2 separate regions of the Zea mays genome follow, and region 2 is linked to region 1. A link is a contact called in public Hi-C data. All regions are on one chromosome and are shown on one strand. The core of a region is the stretch at or near the end of the contact, and the rest is flanking DNA. Distances in the headings are between cores, read along the strand shown.

Region 1 (4,334 bases), core at 955-3,454:
TCGCTGTCACCAGTACCTTCAATGAAGGCCCTAACCTGTTCCTGCAAACATGAAACGCAAAAGCTGATAGTATAAACAACTGACACGCCAAGTCAAATAGACTGGAAGAGAAGTTGTTAGCAGTGGCATAAGAAAACTGCAAAACTGATGCCAACTTTTGAAGACAGGAAAAATATTTACACAAGGTGGAAACAAGGGCAGCAGACAAAGAGACCCACAATGCACCTTTTCTGAACATTATTTTCCAAACAAAACCTAGGCATCATACAGATATAAGTCATAACAACGACATCTTTGCTTTTATAAGCATAGCACTAAATTGATATTGTCGATACTGTAAATTTAGAAAGCTATTCAATAAAATTTATCCTGTCTCATAGACTTCGCATAATATTGAGGCTTGAAACTACAAATAACAAATTAGATGTGGTATGCATGATGAATTAGCATGTGCGAGAAAGATAGCAGATTCAGATATATATAAATACATAACCAAGAACTCTCATGTCTTGTTTGCAAGAAAAACAGATTAGCTTTCATCAAATATTATCACTTCAATCAATTGTGGAGGAGATGAAGAGAATGAGCCTGGTTTTTATGGAAAAAGAGGGGGTTAAACTAAAGCAAAGAAGGCAATACTTCATATATTTGAAGTAGATCAGGTAGAAATTTTTTCTTAATAGCTTCTCTTGTTTGGCGACCTATACGACGCCAAGCATTCAGAGCAATCAATTCATCTTCGTCGACATGAGTCCTTTGTTTTTCGGATGATCGTTTCATGTGTTGCATCAATCTTGCCTGCAAATAAGAATAAGTTGCTTTAGTATGGCTGGTCCATAACAAGTGCATGTGACTGTTCTGTGATATACAGATATCGCTTCTCATTGTGCATTTCACTAAATTATATAGTGAACAATGATGAACAGAATGCGGCTAGCAGGACTGGCTCTACACACCTCAGCATCCATGTCGATGCTCCTGAAGGCCTCCCAGTCACTAACACTTGTCCTGCAGAATGCTGACAAGGGCAGCTCCTCACCTACATAATCATTGTAATATACATATGAGCTTTTCCTCAAAAAAGAAGAAGGAAAAGATGACATGTCATATGCATATAAGAATTCTCTTTAAATGATATAAATAGAAGAACAACAAGATATGCACGAGGACACGAATTTCCAGTACTGCAGTACTTGTGAGCATTTAACATGGACATGTTTTAACTTCAAGAGAAAGAATGTTGTCTCTTTATGATTTTGTGAACATAGTCTATAGCTTTTCTAGCATACAAGGGGCAATCGCAAGCAGTTAGTACAAATAGTTAAAGAACATTTGAACTGCGAAGCATAGAAAAAGCATGCTTTTTTAAAAAAATACTGGAGCAGTATTCGGAGCATACCCCATGGTGGAGGAGCAAAGAGGCCTTTGATTTCTTCAACATGAAGGCGTGGGACAAGCTCAATCAGCAAGCGGTCGTTCAACCATCTTCTTGATCTCCGGTTGCTGACCTGAGTGATATAACATTGCAATGTGTAAAGCATTGACCTGCAGACCCCTAACACACATCACAACAAGTCTGATATTACACCAGAACTACTACTTGCATGAGAGCATTCAGGCATGACGAAAAGGAAAAAAAAAACGAAAAAAGGGCAGCAAGGCGTAGAAGGCAGCAGGAACGACCTTGGTGGCCATGTCCTCGAGGGATTCAATCTTCCTCTCAATCACCTGCGAGCGCGACTTGACGCCGTCGCCTGCGTTCACGCAGCACTAAAATAAGGGGCGGATTTGGGGGTTGAGCTCGACATGTGAGCATCGAAAGAGGAGTTTTTTTTTCCTTTCGGGTAAAGGGGATGGGCGGGTTACCTTTTGCGGAATCAAAGAGGGAGGAGTAGAACTCCTCCTCCTTCCGCAGCAGATCGGCGCTCGCCATGGCTGGAACCTTCCAACGGGAGAAGCCTCGGTCTGGTCTTGCACTGCCGACGCGGTCGCCGGGGCCGCCTCACGCGAAGGAGAGGGCAGGCTGGTGGATGCAAGGTCGCGCCGGGCGGCGGAGGTGTGCGGCCTGGTGGAGGGGACTTGGGTTGGGGCAGGATCGGAGGATTGGAGCTTGGAGAGATTCCTCTTCCGACTTGCGTTGCGAGCGGCGACCGGCGACCGGCGAGAGGGCGGTCGTGAGCAGGCAGGAGAAATTCTCTACTCGCGTGTTCGTCTCTCAATGAAAGTGGGCCGCACGTTCAATGGGCCCGCAAATGTAAGTGAGAGAGTTTTTGTGGCCGGTTGATCGGCGGATACGGAAGGGAGGAAGGATATGCGGATCTGTTGCGGATCAGCCTATGCTGCCGTCACTCGTGTCCTCTCCTCTTGAGCACCCTCCAATCAACCATGTGCTAACCTTATTTGGCTAAATTTTCTTTGTTCGTGCGATTTTTGTCATTATCTTCTACCACCTCGGTTCTCAAATGTTTTTTATCATCCGGTAGGTAATTTTTAAACTAAAACTCGACACATAGAAAATAACAGAAAGAATATATATTAAAGGGTGTTTAAATATAGTAGAACGAGTTAGTTGGTTAAAAAACTGCTAGTTGAATAAGCTAGCCAACTAACTAATTTACTAAAAGTAGTTAATATTTAAACTATTAATTATAATGTTTAGATATTTTTAGCTAATGTTAGCAGCTAACTACATTCAAACATGGCCTAAATGTCTGGCCCTAACTCGCAAGGCAAGGTATCCACGTCCTATGTATATGGATTATCTGATCCCAAACAAACAACTTTAGATGTGAGTTAAAAGCGTCGGTCCACAGACGCATAGAGACAACTTTCATGCGGCCGCTACCAGGCTCTTTGCACCACTGCTTGTGATAGCAACCCGTCAAGCAGGGGCGGATTCAGGCCTATGGTCACTAGGGCCCAGGCCCTACTCTTGGACGGACTAATTGTGTAATAACAACCCAAAAATATGAATAGTAACCGAACAACCCAACTAGCAAATGTGGCGGGCTGGCGGCTGCTCGCCTGCTCCTCTGCGGAGGCGCCGGGCGCCGGGGCACGGTCACGCGGACTAGGAGCCGAGCAGGGGCAGCCGGCCTGCACTCCCGCCGGCCCAAGGGCCGCACGCGGGCGAGGCACTACGGGTCTGCGGCAAGCTGGCGAAGTGGCGAGCAGGAGCAGGAGCAGTCGCAGCCGCACATACACCGTGCAGCAGCCAGCAAGCAGCGCAGGCGCAGCAGGCGCAACCCGACAACCTATGGTGAGCCTCGCGTTTCCAATTCCATGGTTTGTGCTTGTTGTTTGACACCGAGAAAATTATGTTGTGTCTAGAAAGTTTCATAATCCATAGTGATTAGTGTTACAATTACAGTGTACAATATGAAGAGAGTTCGAACAATAACATCATTTTATCAAGTCACGTCAAATCAAGAATCAAATGAAATCATTCAAGACGTACAAATTGGGACTAATTTGGATGAAAATGAAAACAATCAAGAATCACTAGATGTTGGGACTACACAAAATAATACGGAATCAATAGATACTGAGATTGGGACTGATGCTAGTCAAAATGTGCAAGGTAATCCCAATGTTATGTTCAATCAAAATAATATTGTTGGTGATCATAGACTTCGAAAACCAATTGAAGAGTTAGATGTGAACATTCGAGATATTGTTAGAAGAGAGTATTTATTGTTATGCCCTTGTCAACCAAAATGTCACATATTTCCCAAGAAGCAAATAGGAGATAGACAAAGAATTTTTCAGGAATGATGGTTCAAAAAGCATGAATTGTTGGAATACAATGTTGCTAAAGATGCGGATTTTTGCTTTTATTGTTTCCTTTTCAAGCAACCAAGAAGGGAAAACTTTGGTGTTGAAAGCTACAGTGGTGCGATAGGGTATGACAATTGGAAGAATGATATTTTTGAAGAGGCCAAGGATTTTTGTCTCAAGCATAATATTGTTGTCCTGGATATGTCAGCGGAAATAGTTAGACGAGGATGTTCTAGAGGCCGTAGAGGACAGTTAGGGCCGGCCCTGATCCCATGCAACAGAGGCGACGACCGAGGGCCCAAAAGTAATAGGGGCCAAATATTTAGTATCTATATCATAATATAATACACTATTTTACACTTTACAAAACTCATCCAACCAAATAATCCACACACCCATAATCTTTACTAAATCCACCAAACAAATTGCACTCATACTTACACAACATCAAAATCAACGGTTCAGATCGTTGAATAACATCATCTCTCTTGCGCACTCAAATCTAATGGACAATATTATTTGGATCATCCTTTAGCCCTCCCCTCCTCACGTCCACA
Region 2 (4,563 bases), core at 1,101-3,600, 310 kb after region 1:
GTACAAAGTCCATCTTTCGTATGTAAAACTATTTTAGCCAAACCAGGATTCTTCTACAACCGCTTGGAGGAGTATCGAGAACCAGCACATTTCTTGTAAAGTATTAGCCCTGCGTGATAAATATGATAGTCAGAAGTAATACTAAAAGGAAAATACAATAGATTCCTGACTTCACTTCAGTTTCAGGTTTGCTTTCATATAATACGAGTAGATCCAAAGGATATGAAATAAGGGAACATGGCTACCTGCTCATCTGCATACACGGTACCCAACTACTCAGTTTTCCACCTTCATTTTGCCCGTGGTTAAGGAATGGTGATCCAAATGGGAACACCCCTTTTTTTTTGCTCAATTTGGCTGCTACTGCTAGCATTTTCTGCAACTGTGTTTTTTCTTTGCATTTACTGCTCACGCTCTGCAACAAAGTGAAAGAGAATTCCGAGCAGTTCGTGGCAAGAGTAGAATAAATAGAAGATTGCACAGTAGCTGCCCGCTCCTGCACATCCTCCTGCAAATTCTTCAATATAAGCAGCAGTGTGTTGCCCTTCGGTAGCCTGAAACCATCTGTGGTCTCCATTGTTTCTGTTTTTTGATGATAGGTCTCCATTGTTTCTGTTGAGTCAGTCTTGTACAAGAACAAGAACAGCAGCAGCGCTAATTCGCAAATCAGCGATGTCTTGCGTCTCTCTCCTAACGAATGTGCTCGCAGCTACGTATCAGAAAAGATGTATATGAGAGCCTTGTCTGTATTTGCAGGGAATTGTTTGCATCGTTTTATCCCTTTTTTGACCCCTGCATTCTGTAGACCTACCAAGAAGTAAGGCGGTTCAGCAGAATTCTGTGTGATTCCTAGAAAATATGGGATTTGGCGGCCTTCGAGTTTCGACAGCGGTGGAGGCCTGGAGGGGTCCCGTCTCTCGGCTCCCCCACCCCACCCCTACCTGGCTAGTGGCTACTGGCTACCTCTCTCTCGCGAGAAATTTGCTATTATGGAGATCCTCACGTGCGGCTTCGACGTTTTAGAGGCGTAGACGAGGGATTAGCTGATATGGAAAAGCAGGGAATATGCCACTCGCTAAAACGAACAAGAACACTCCATTATTTGGTAACCTCTTTGATTAAAATCATGGATACTCACGTCGTCTACATCCCGTTACCCTTCTCTCCACGGAAGTTGTTCCCGCCAACATTCCTCCCACGGAAGTTGTTCCCGCCAACATCCCCCCCCACCACGAAGTCCGGCGTCGCCGCCGCGAAGCACACCACCACCGAGTACGCTGTGTACAGGATCAGCCATATCACCAGCAGGAAGTAGCCGAACGCGGTCGCCGTTCGACGGAGACCCGCCAGCCAGTACACCGGCGCCGCGAACATGACGGCCAGCGCCAGCTGGAAGGGCAGGAACACGACCGCGTTGGCCACCGCGTACGACGACACGTGGTACGCCCCCGACGCCGTCTCCCTGGCCAGGATGTCGCGCTCCTGCAGGAAGATGGGCAGCGCCTCCGTTGTGGATGACAGGAGGAAGGTGAGCAGGAAGGCGAAGAGACCCACGCGCTCCACCACCTTGTCCTGCCCGAGGTCGTAGAAGATGGAGCCCAGCGCAAGGCCCGCCACCAGCATGCACACGGTGCGGCACGCGAAGAGCTGCCGCGTCCGCGCCACGTTCTTGAAGAAGCGCTGCGACAGCACCGCCACCTCCCGCGCCCGCGAGTTGGCGTAGCGGCTAGCCATCATGGTCACGGCCACAGGGGCGTCCGCCACCTGCTTGCCGTGCAGCTGGAACAGACGCTGCAGCGTGCACCGACCCTCTCGGTCTCCGGAGGACGGCGCCTGCAGGCTGCTACTGGCGTGGCGGCGGAGCGCGTCCACGGAGACGTGCGGGGGCAGGTGGAGGCCCGCGTCCCCGAGCAGGGCGCGGAGCTGGTCGACGGTGCCATGATGGAGGACGAAGCCGACGGCTAGCAGGAGGACGGAGTCGAACATCTTGACGATGCGCGCTCCCGGCTGGTGGATGCTGAGCAGCACGGTGCGTCCGCGCGCCTCGGCCATGGCGCGGAGCGCGCCGACGATGTGGAGCGCGGAGGCGCTGTCGAGGCCGGAGGTGGGCTCGTCGAGGATGAGCACGGGCGGGTCACGCACGGCCGCGATGCCGATGGAGAGGTAACGGATGTAGACGACGTGAGTATCCATGGTTTTAATCAAAGAGGTTACCAAGTAATAGAGTGTTCTTGTTCGTTTTAGCAAGTGGCCTATTCCCTGCTTTTCTATATCAGCTAATCCTTCACCTACGCCTTCAAAACGTCGAAGCCGCACGTGAGGATCTCCATAATAGCAAATTTCTCCTCTCTCGCTGTCGCTTGGCCTCGCCTCTCCACTCCAAACCTGCAGCTCCGAGCCGTCTCCCGCCAACCCAATTTCGCTTCCCGCCGCTCCCCATCTCATCCCACACCGTCACCATTACACCGCCCGAAAGGCCGCTAGAAATCCGATCCCGAGCCGCCGCGTCTTGCTCGCGTCTTTTCCCCTCTGCTCGAGCACGCGCGGGCGCGCGGCTGCTCCCGGCGGCGGCGATGAGCGCGGTGAACATCACCAACGTGGCGGTGCTGGACAACCCCACCGCCTTCATCAACCCCTTCCAGTTCGAGATATCCTACGAGTGCCTCGTGCCCCTCGACGACGGTACTGAGTACTGACCGTTTTCCTCCCCTTCTCTCGGTCCCCGTGATGCGTGGCCCCGGGCTAGGGTTTCGGCGTCCTGGGATCGGTGGGTGGCGCTTTGGATGCAGCTGGGATGCCGGGTTATGGGGTTGGGCTTTGCTATCTCTGCGGGATGGGATCACGAGGGTACGGGAGTCGAACGCCGCTGCATCGGTTGCGTTCCTGTGCGGCAGTAGTAGCATAGATGCGAATGCCATTGCTGCTATCCAGGCTACCGCTGTTCTTGTTCGGTGATTAGCATAAGAATGCAGCATAATTTCCACTGCCCTATTCTGTACCATGCGATTCTTGATCGTGTATTCTACTCTCCATTACTAGTATCTAGAAACCAGCATGTCATATGACTGAACCTATTTGCTTAGTGGGTTAATTAGTTGTATACTTGTATTGTCAAAATCTGGGTGCCACATTAGATCACTTGTGCAAAAAATTCCATGCACACCTGTGCCATGCGTGGATGATTGTCTACAATCTAGAATTATCTTTGCTTGAAGCTGATTATAATTGAATGTGCAGTGGATAAGTCTCATGTTATTTGTATCTTGTACTTATAAGGGATCGACACCTGTGTAGTAGCTGATGAGATTCCAATATTGCTGGTAATTCTGAAAAATGTTCTATTTTGCTTTTAGTGATTTATTCACTGTAGTGGATAATCTGTTGGCCTGTTTCATAAGATACATTATTCCTTTGGATCCTGCTAGCTTCAAAAGCTGTTTGAGTGGGGGTGGTCATTGTCTGAATAATTCTGGTCCAGACATGTTTGCCTTATTTTCTCCCCTCTTTTGTCTCTGGTTTGTTGATAATGGCATAAAGACATATCATGATAAGTACTACATAGAAATTATACAAATCTATAACCCAATGAACGTTGAAGTACTAGGGTATAATTTTGTTTTTTTATTATGGAAACAAGAGTTCCGGCTTTAGCATACAAATGCGTACAACCATTACATAACGATTATTGGACCATAGAGCAGTTGCTTGAATAATTAAACTAACTCAAAGAAAACAAAATGCCATGACTATAGAAAACACTAGCCATCTTCAATTCTTGCATTCGAGCGCCATCCATGCATTGCAAAAACTTCCATCGCCACCACCTCCAAAGCTCGACAGGCATCGAGAATTTGTTGGTGCTTTTCCTCCTTCTGTAGAAGTCTCCAGAATCTGAACCAGTGAGTAACCCTGAAAATAACCTGTACAATTGATGGTATTGGTTTATGATTAAACACCACCTCATTTCGACAGAGCCAGATGGACCAAAATAAAGCTGATATTCCAATCAGTAATAATTTTTTGTATGCCAGAGCATTATTAGATTCCCAAGACCCGATAATATGATTAGTGCTAATGGGCATGTCTATTTTTAAAACAAAGTAAATGATTCTCCATATACTTTTGGCAATGTAACAGTCAAAAAAGAGATGATGTATACTCTTATTGTTGTTGCAAAAGCTACAGGTCAAGCTACCATTCCAACGCCTTCTAGCTAAATTATCTTTAGTGAGGATCGCTCCCCGACATAAATTCCACAGGAAAACTTTTATTTTCAGAGGGAGCTTAAGTCTCCAAAGCATCTTACTCCGATTGCTGTTAGGATTATTCATCAAAAGATGGTACATCGATTGGACAGAGAAAATTCCATTCTTATGACCATCCCAAACAAAATTGTCCCTAGCCGGATTCAGAGTAACCGTAGTTAGCAAGTTTAACAAGTTGTGCCATTCCACCATTTTAATTCCCCTAATTGTTCGGCGAAAAGATAAATTAAGATTTGAATCTGAAAAGACGTCTACAACCAAGGCCGATTTGTTACGCACTATATTAAAAAGGTTCGGG

The links. Hi-C and Micro-C count contacts between places; a contact is called where the count stands out from the background.
Region 2: a Hi-C map of ear shows a contact between it and region 1, with 3 times the contacts expected there. The contact joins the promoter of LOC103635303 here to the promoter of LOC100272960 in region 1. A contact is called at or near these places in 5 of 25 Hi-C or Micro-C datasets (bundle sheath, ear, endosperm and 2 more).

Annotation. Positions count from the first base shown.
Region 1 is chr8:67,040,667-67,045,000 of Zm-B73-REFERENCE-NAM-5.0, forward strand. It overlaps LOC100272960, which reads right to left and starts at 2,205. Exons shown (of 7, transcript NM_001147412.1): 1 at 1,867-2,205; 2 at 1,684-1,754; 3 at 1,400-1,508; 4 at 957-1,039; 5 at 640-798; 6 at 1-41. The coding sequence starts at 1,933.
Region 2 is chr8:67,353,845-67,358,407 of Zm-B73-REFERENCE-NAM-5.0, forward strand. LOC103635303 (histone chaperone ASF1B) reads left to right here and starts at 2,351. Exons shown (of 3, transcript XM_008657793.4): 1 at 2,351-2,682. The coding sequence starts at 2,574.